Regions from separate parts of the Muntiacus reevesi genome. Here region 1 is linked to region 2. A link is a contact called in public Hi-C data. All regions are on one chromosome and are shown on one strand. The core of a region is the stretch at or near the end of the contact, and the rest is flanking DNA. Distances in the headings are between cores, read along the strand shown. Region 1 holds the start of HPCAL1 (hippocalcin like 1). Region 2 holds the start of RRM2 (ribonucleotide reductase regulatory subunit M2).

What was found. Hi-C and Micro-C count contacts between places; a contact is called where the count stands out from the background.
Region 1: a contact with region 2 is called in a Hi-C map of muscle, with 3 times the contacts expected there. The contact joins the promoter of HPCAL1 here to the promoter of RRM2 in region 2. A contact is called at or near these places in 2 of 3 Hi-C or Micro-C datasets (blood and muscle).

What each region holds. Positions count from the first base shown.
Region 1 is chr3:18,828,720-18,832,298 of mMunRee1.1, forward strand. It overlaps HPCAL1 (hippocalcin like 1), which reads left to right and starts at 2,116. Exons shown (of 5, transcript XM_065928585.1): 1 at 2,116-2,423.
Region 2 is chr3:18,672,839-18,676,275 of mMunRee1.1, forward strand. RRM2 (ribonucleotide reductase regulatory subunit M2) reads left to right here and starts at 1,927. Exons shown (of 10, transcript XM_065928584.1): 1 at 1,927-2,080; 2 at 2,178-2,252; 3 at 2,606-2,749; 4 at 3,035-3,151. The coding sequence starts at 1,982.

The DNA of each region.
Region 1 (3,579 bases), core at 866-3,365, 160 kb after region 2:
GCAGGGGTCAGTGAGTGTGGCATGTGGGCTCAGTAGTTGTGGCTCCCAGGCTTTTTGCTTGGTGGCTTGTGGAATTCTCCAGAACCAGAGGTCAAACCCGTGTCCCCTGCACTGGCAGGCAGAGCCCTCCTGCAGTATTTAAGGATTCACTCAGGGCTGCCTAAGAGACTTACTCCCTCCGGGTACAGTTTTGTCATTTGCCTGCAGAAAAAGGGGTCTGGGTTCAGACCACCTTGCCTGCCGGCCCCCCTGCCACCAGCCAATTCCCCCCAAAGCCACCCACCACCATTTCTCTCTGCAGCCTCCCGAGTGGTGGGGGTTCCACTCACCGTGCTTTTGTGGAGGAGGATTTGATGGAGATTTGAGTTTTCCCCTGGAGACGCTAGGAAGACAGTTTGTCTCAGCCTAACACTAAGGCCCAGCTCCACATTTATGGCTGTTTCTGTGGTTACCTTTCTTCGGGGATGTTTGGGGTGGGTGGTGATGGTAGAGGTGGGGGCGTGTGCATATCTGCTCTTCTAGAACCCAGATTTTCTGAAGCCACTGGCAGGGTGCCTTGGGAGGCACAGACCCCCATTTTTGCCTGCTAGCTGCTCACCACACGGCAGGCAGACGGGAAAGTCTGCAGGAAACATGGGTCCACCTCCCCCTGAGACCTAGCGGCTCTTAGACCAGAGGATGAGATGGCAACCAAGCCCCTTCTTCAGCAGAGACCAAAGACCCACAGAATGTCAGGGAGGGAGGAGCCAGAAGAAGCCTGCTCCTGTCCATTTTACAGGTGGGGAAACCGAGGCTGAAGGAGTCCAAGTCAAGTCAGTGAAAGTCACTCAGTTGTGTCCGACTCTTTGTGACCCCATGGACTGTACAGTCCATAGAATTCTCCAGGCCAGAATACTGGAGTGGGTAACTGTTCCCTTCTCTAGGGGACCTTCCCCACCCAGGGATCAAACCCGGGTCTCCCGCATTGCAGGCAGATTCTTTACCAGCTGAGCCACAAGGGAAGCCCAAGAATACTGGAGTGGGTAGCCTTTCCCTTCCCCAGGGGATCTTCCCAACCTAGGGATCGAACCCAGGTGTCCCACATTGCAGGCAGATTCTTTACGAACTGAGCTATCAAGGAAGCCCTTCTACATATAATGGAATAGTATTCAGCTTTAATATGGAAGGAAATCATGTCACATGCTCCAACGTGGATGAACCTCGAGGATGTTATACTAAATGAAATAAGTGAAAGTCGCTCAGTCCTGTCCAACCCTTTGTGATCCCATGGACTGTACAGTCCATGGAATTCTCCAGGCCAGAATACTGGAGTGGGTTGCCATTCCCTTCTCCAGGGGATCTTCCCAATCCAGCGATTGAACCCAGGTCTCCCGCACTGCAGGTGTATTCTTTACCAGCTGAGTCACAAGGGAAGCCCAAGAATATTGGAGTGGGTAGCCTTTCCCTTCTCCAGGGGATCTTCCCAACCCAGGGATCGAACCCAGGTCTCCCTCAATGCAGGCGGATTCTTTTACCAGCTGAGACACCAGGGAAGCCGGAAGGAGTCCAAGGGACCTGTCCAAACGGCCTCGAGTCAGCAAAGGCCACCAGAACTGGAACCCAGGCCTCCCTCCGCCAGGCCCCCGTGCTCCTTCCCTGAACCACACGCGGGAAGGTTGGGGCCATCTGCTTACAGGACGGGCAGGGGGGTGGTACCAGAAGGGGCCTGGCCGGCGGCCTGGGGCGACTTGAGAGGCTTCTTCCCCGTCCTGGGCCACCGGGGCCGCACTTCCTGGCAGAGAACCCGGGAGGACGCGGGGCGGGCCTCTCCCGGGCACCGCCCCACAGGCCTCTCCCATACTCTCAGGCCAGGGGCCAAAGGTTAGGAAGGCGGAGCTGGCGCTTGGTTCCGCCCCCTACCTCGAGATCCACGCGGGGCAGCAAGGGGCCGGCGTGGAGAGGGCGGGGGCGGGGCGCGGCAGGGCCAGAAGAGGGCAGGGTTAGAGCCGGGGGAGGGACCAAAGTGGGTTGGTGGGCGGGGTTAAACGGAGGGGCGTGGCCGAGCGGGGGCGGGTCTGCAGGAAACTTGAGCTCGCGCCCCGCCTCCGGCCCCCGCCTCCGGGCCCCGCCTTCGCGTCCCCTTCCTTCCCGGGGCTGGCGGGCGGGCCGCGGCGACTGCAGGCGGCGGACTGGCGGCTCTGCGGACGCACGGGCGCCTCCACCTCGCTCCCTCCCTCTCTGCCGGCTTCCTTTTGTCTTTCTGCGAGGCGATGAGAGGAGGGCCAGCGCGGCGGCTGCGGGCGCACGGAGGCCCGCGCTCCTAGGCACCCCTTCCCTGGCCTCGGCGCGCCAGTCCCTCGTAGCTGCCAGTGCCCGCCCCCAGTGCCGGCGGCGCGGAACTTGGGCTCGGGGAGCTCGACAGATCGCGTCCTGCGACGGAGCAGGTAGGAAAGGGGTTGGGCTGCGGGTAGTGCGGAGCGTGTGCTGCGGTCGGGCTCTCTGCGTGTATGTGTGTGCGTGTGTGTGCTTGTGTGCGCGTGTGCCGGCGGCGATTGTGTTTCTCTGCGCTGTGGAGTTGTGGTTGACTGAGTACGGCGGTGTGTCCCTGGAATGGCGTGTCCTCGTGGGGCATCCGTGTGTGCAGCTGGAATCGGCACATTTGGGGGCTGCGTTTGTGGAATCGTGTCGGGGCGCAGTTGCTGGTGGGGACCGGTGCGCGGAGTGTGTATCGTGTGTGAGCGGCTGTGCGTGTCGGGGTGCGGATGGGCAAGGTGGGCGTGGGCGGACCAGACCCGAGCGCAGAGCCGCGCGGGTCCCGGCCGGCCAGCGCAGTGCGGAGCTACAGACAGAGCAGGGATCCGAGGCCCGGGGTGGGGGGTGGCTAGCCCGAGCTTCGGGGACAGCCGGCGACCCCCACCCGGGGACAGGTCCGCGCGGTCCACGTGAGTCGCCTGTGCGCTCTGGCCAGGGGAGGGGGCCGGCTCGGCGGCCGTCTGCTCGCCCCTTCCCAGGCGGAGGGGCGGCGGGCAGAGCCCTGCGGCGGAGTTAGAAGCCGGGGCATCGCGGGGACTCGCGCCCGCGCCACCTGTGCCAGATACGCCACCATCCCGGATCGCGGTTTTCTTATCAAATGGGGACAGTTCCCCCCTCCCTCGGGGTCTGTCGTGACGGTTAAAATGAGAAACACTGTAGCTCTCTCTCGTTGGGCCGAGTGCCGGGCACACAGTAGGTGTTATGTTAACTGGATTAGCGTCTCACTTTAAAAAAATCCTTTCTTTCCCCCTTTATGGTGGGAGAGGCTCCTGTTCCACACCCCCCCACCCCCGCCCCGTGTGTCGTGTGCTTCTCCCGCCACCCTAACTTAACCATGAAGCTCGGAGACCCGAGAAAGTTTAGGCGGCCGGCGGTGCCGTCTCCCCGCCTCTGCTCCGGGCCGGCGCCGCCTGGAAGGTGTAGGAGCGCGCAGCGCCGGGCGCCCGCCCTTCTCCAGCCGCTAAGCCTGGCGCGTCCGAGCGGGGGTCCCTCTCCTGGCCGAAAGCAGAGGCTGCGGGAGTCGGGAGCCCTTTTGTTCAACAAGTGCCTACTCCCCAGGGGCGTGCG
Region 2 (3,437 bases), core at 677-3,176:
CGTGGCTGTTCAGCCGAAAATGAAGTCACAGCTTCTGGCTCTCAGAGTGATCCTTTATGGTACCCGTGCACAGACTATATAGCAGGAGCTTATAAAAAAAAGCACATGGTGCCTGGGGCAGCCACCAAAAGGAGCAGGTCGGATATGAATTACCCGAAATCGGAATGTGAGTCAGGTATTAGAGGATACCAAGGACTTCTCGATAGTTTTGTTAGTTTTATGGCTGATAAAGTTATGACCACATCTGTCAATAAAAATACCCATTTTCTGGAGGTACATGCCAACGGGGAAATTGACAATGTCTGTGACTTGCTTTCAAACACATGATTGAGACCAAAGTTTTAGTTGTTGCTTTGTCTAAGAGATGTGATGGTCGCTGACCTTTCTTCTCAGGCTTAGAGAATACTTTAAACACAGTATACAGTACTCTAAGAAATAGACCTCTGTGGGGAGGGTATCCTTCCCTACCCTCACCTATTTAAAGTATTGTATCTAGAAAAGACAGTGTACAAAGTCCAAGCCTCACTCAGTGACAGCCCTGAGTGTGTGAGCTGTTAGAGCTTATCCTGGTTAATCATTTCTTTCCTGGATCCTAACACTTCTGTCTCATCAGTCATTTCTGGCGTTTTGCCACATGCAGGGCAAAAATCTATGGCAAATTTGAAAGACCAAGTGTAAAGTAAAATTAAAATATTACTAAGTTTATGCCTCCACCATCACCCCAATGGAGGGTTTCAACCTCCTCTTCAAGCTCTTTGAGGCCCAATACGCAGTAAATGGGCTTATTTGGGCTTCCCTGGTGGCTCAGACGTCAAACGTCTGCCTGCAGTGCGGGAGACCGGGGTTCGATCCCTGGTTTGGGAATATCCCCTAGAGAAGGAAATGGCAACCCACTCCAGTATCCTTGCCTGGAAAATTCCATGGACAGAGCAGTCTGGCAGGCTACAGTTCATGGGGTCGCAAAGAGTCGGACATGACTGAGTGGACTTCACTTTTCACTTTTAAAGGAGTATATGAAGTCCTAGTTATTCAATCATTCTCGGAACTTTTTCTCTGAATCTTCGCTCAGTTTGCAATTTTTAAAACACTGTCGACGTTGAGGACGAGATTTCAGGGGGAAACTTCACCAAAGACCCTCTCTGTTATCAGCTTGAAGGTTTACAATGGACTTCGTATTGTTCATGAATTACCTCATTTAGTCTTCTCGTTTTATTAGAAAGCCCGCAGCTTAGATATGGCTACAAGCCCATTTTACCAGCGAGGGGACAACAGATGACGTGTCCAAGGGACACAGCCACTGCACCCCGGGGACCCTGTAGTTCCGCGGCTCTAACCGTTAGGCGGTCACCACCGGCCAGCCCCCACCTTTGCCGGGCCTCAGGGACCTGGAACCCCCATCCGGGTACACACACGTATCCAGATCGCCGCAGCCACATCTCCCTCGCAGTCAGGGGCGTTTTACGGGCCTCCGTACCAAGCTCATCTGCAAAAACTATTTACGCGGAACCGAGAACCGGGTTCCAGAGACGTCTTCAGAGAGGTGGGGCTCCGCGGGGGTGGGGAATTCGCTCCCGCTCGCGGGCCGGCGGGCTCCAATCGCGTTGCTTCATTCAATCCCAAACCGTTCCGGGGACGCGCGAGAGTGCCCTCGCGCCCGCTAGGGCGCACGGAGCGCGCAGGGGCTGCAGCCTTTGTCCGACGAGGTCTTCGGGGAGGCGGGCGGCGGCGCTCGCGGCCCCCCAGAGGCCTGGGAGGGGCAGGTGCCCGGGGGTCCCGGGAGGGCAGGGCCTGGGGGCCAGACTGAGCTCCCGCGCTGCGCTTGAATCTGTGTGGGGTGGGCGGGGCCAGCCGGGATCCAGCCAATGGGGAAGTGGCCCCGCCCACTGGGCCGGCGCCTGGGGTTTTAAATATTCCCCCGCGGGGCCTTGCAGGGGCTCTCGGGACTCGCGCGCAGCCCCACCGCACTGACCTTCTCGCCACCATGCTCTCCGTCCGCGTCCCGCTCGCCACCATCGCTGACCCGCAGCAGCAGCAGCTCTCGCCCCTGAAGGGGCTCAGCCTAGCGGACAAGGAGAACACTGTGAGCGCCCCGGGGGGCGGGGGTCGGGGGCAGGGCGGCGGAGTCCTGTGGGTGGGTTGGGGCGCGGGCAGGCCTCTGACCACGCACCTCCCTACAGCCCCCTTCCCTCAGCGGGACCCGTGTGCTGGCCAGCAAGACCGCGAGGAGGATCTTCCAGGAGCCCTCAGAGCCGGTGAGTAGGTGGGCTGCGGCGGGGGCGCGCGGCGAGGGGGCGCTGCAGGCAAGGCGGTGCGGGCGGAGCCTGCTTGGCGCCAAAGCCTCATTGTCTGCTCTCAAACCCTACCCACCTTTCCCGGGCCCGCGCTGCCTTCCCGCCAAAGTCTGTTCCCTCCCCAGCACCATTGCACATCTGGACATTTCCTATTTCTCTATACTCCCATAAAATCCAAGTATGACAACCGACTTACATTCAGGCCCATGGGATTTCTGATCATTGGAGGTATTCTGCTTGAAAAAGAAATGACAGTTTCATGATTCGCCCTATACTTAACATTTTTTTCCCCTTACATTTTCCTCTCCCAACAGAACCCTAAGCTATCTGCCCCCAGTGTGGAGGACGAACCACTTCTGAGAGAAAACCCCCGCCGCTTTGTCATCTTTCCTATCGAATACCATGATATTTGGCAGATGTATAAGAAAGCTGAGGCTTCCTTTTGGACAGCTGAGGAGGTAATCAGATGCAGCAACTAGGAGACTTAAAAGACCCTTTGCCCATTGCCTCTCTAGAGGAAGACCCCAGCCGGGCCGGCTATAACATGTTTAAAATATGCTTTGCTGTTCTCCCTATCCCTGTTTGGAATGGTTGTCCACTCAGGATGTGAGATGTTCAAATTGGCAGAATATGGGAGGGGTATATAAATCAGGTGGTGCTAGTAGACTTATTAAAGTTGAACCATTAGGCGTATGTGTGAAGGTCCTGCCGGCTTGAACCCTTTGTGAACTTCTGTATTTCAGGTGGACCTTTCCAAGGACATTCAGCACTGGGAAGCTCTGAAGCCTGAGGAGAGATATTTTATTTCCCATGTGCTGGCTTTCTTTGCAGCAAGTGATGGCATAGTAAATGAAAATTTGGTGAGTTCCCCCTGTCTCCCACCCCTCCCCCCAGCCCCGGAAAAAGTACCTTTACTCAAGATTTACGTGAGAACTAACAATTCTCTTTTTTGTCTTTTAAAATTTTGCACACTGAAGATGTATATATCTATATCTGTAAACCAGGGTTTTATATTCTATGGCATTTTCTGTTCTATAGTGTACTTTACAGTTATTTTCTTCCTTATGGTATTTTTTTCCCTCAACTGTGCAGAAACAATGTTAAGGCAATGTTATGTGAAGGAAATGGCAACCCACTCCAGTATTC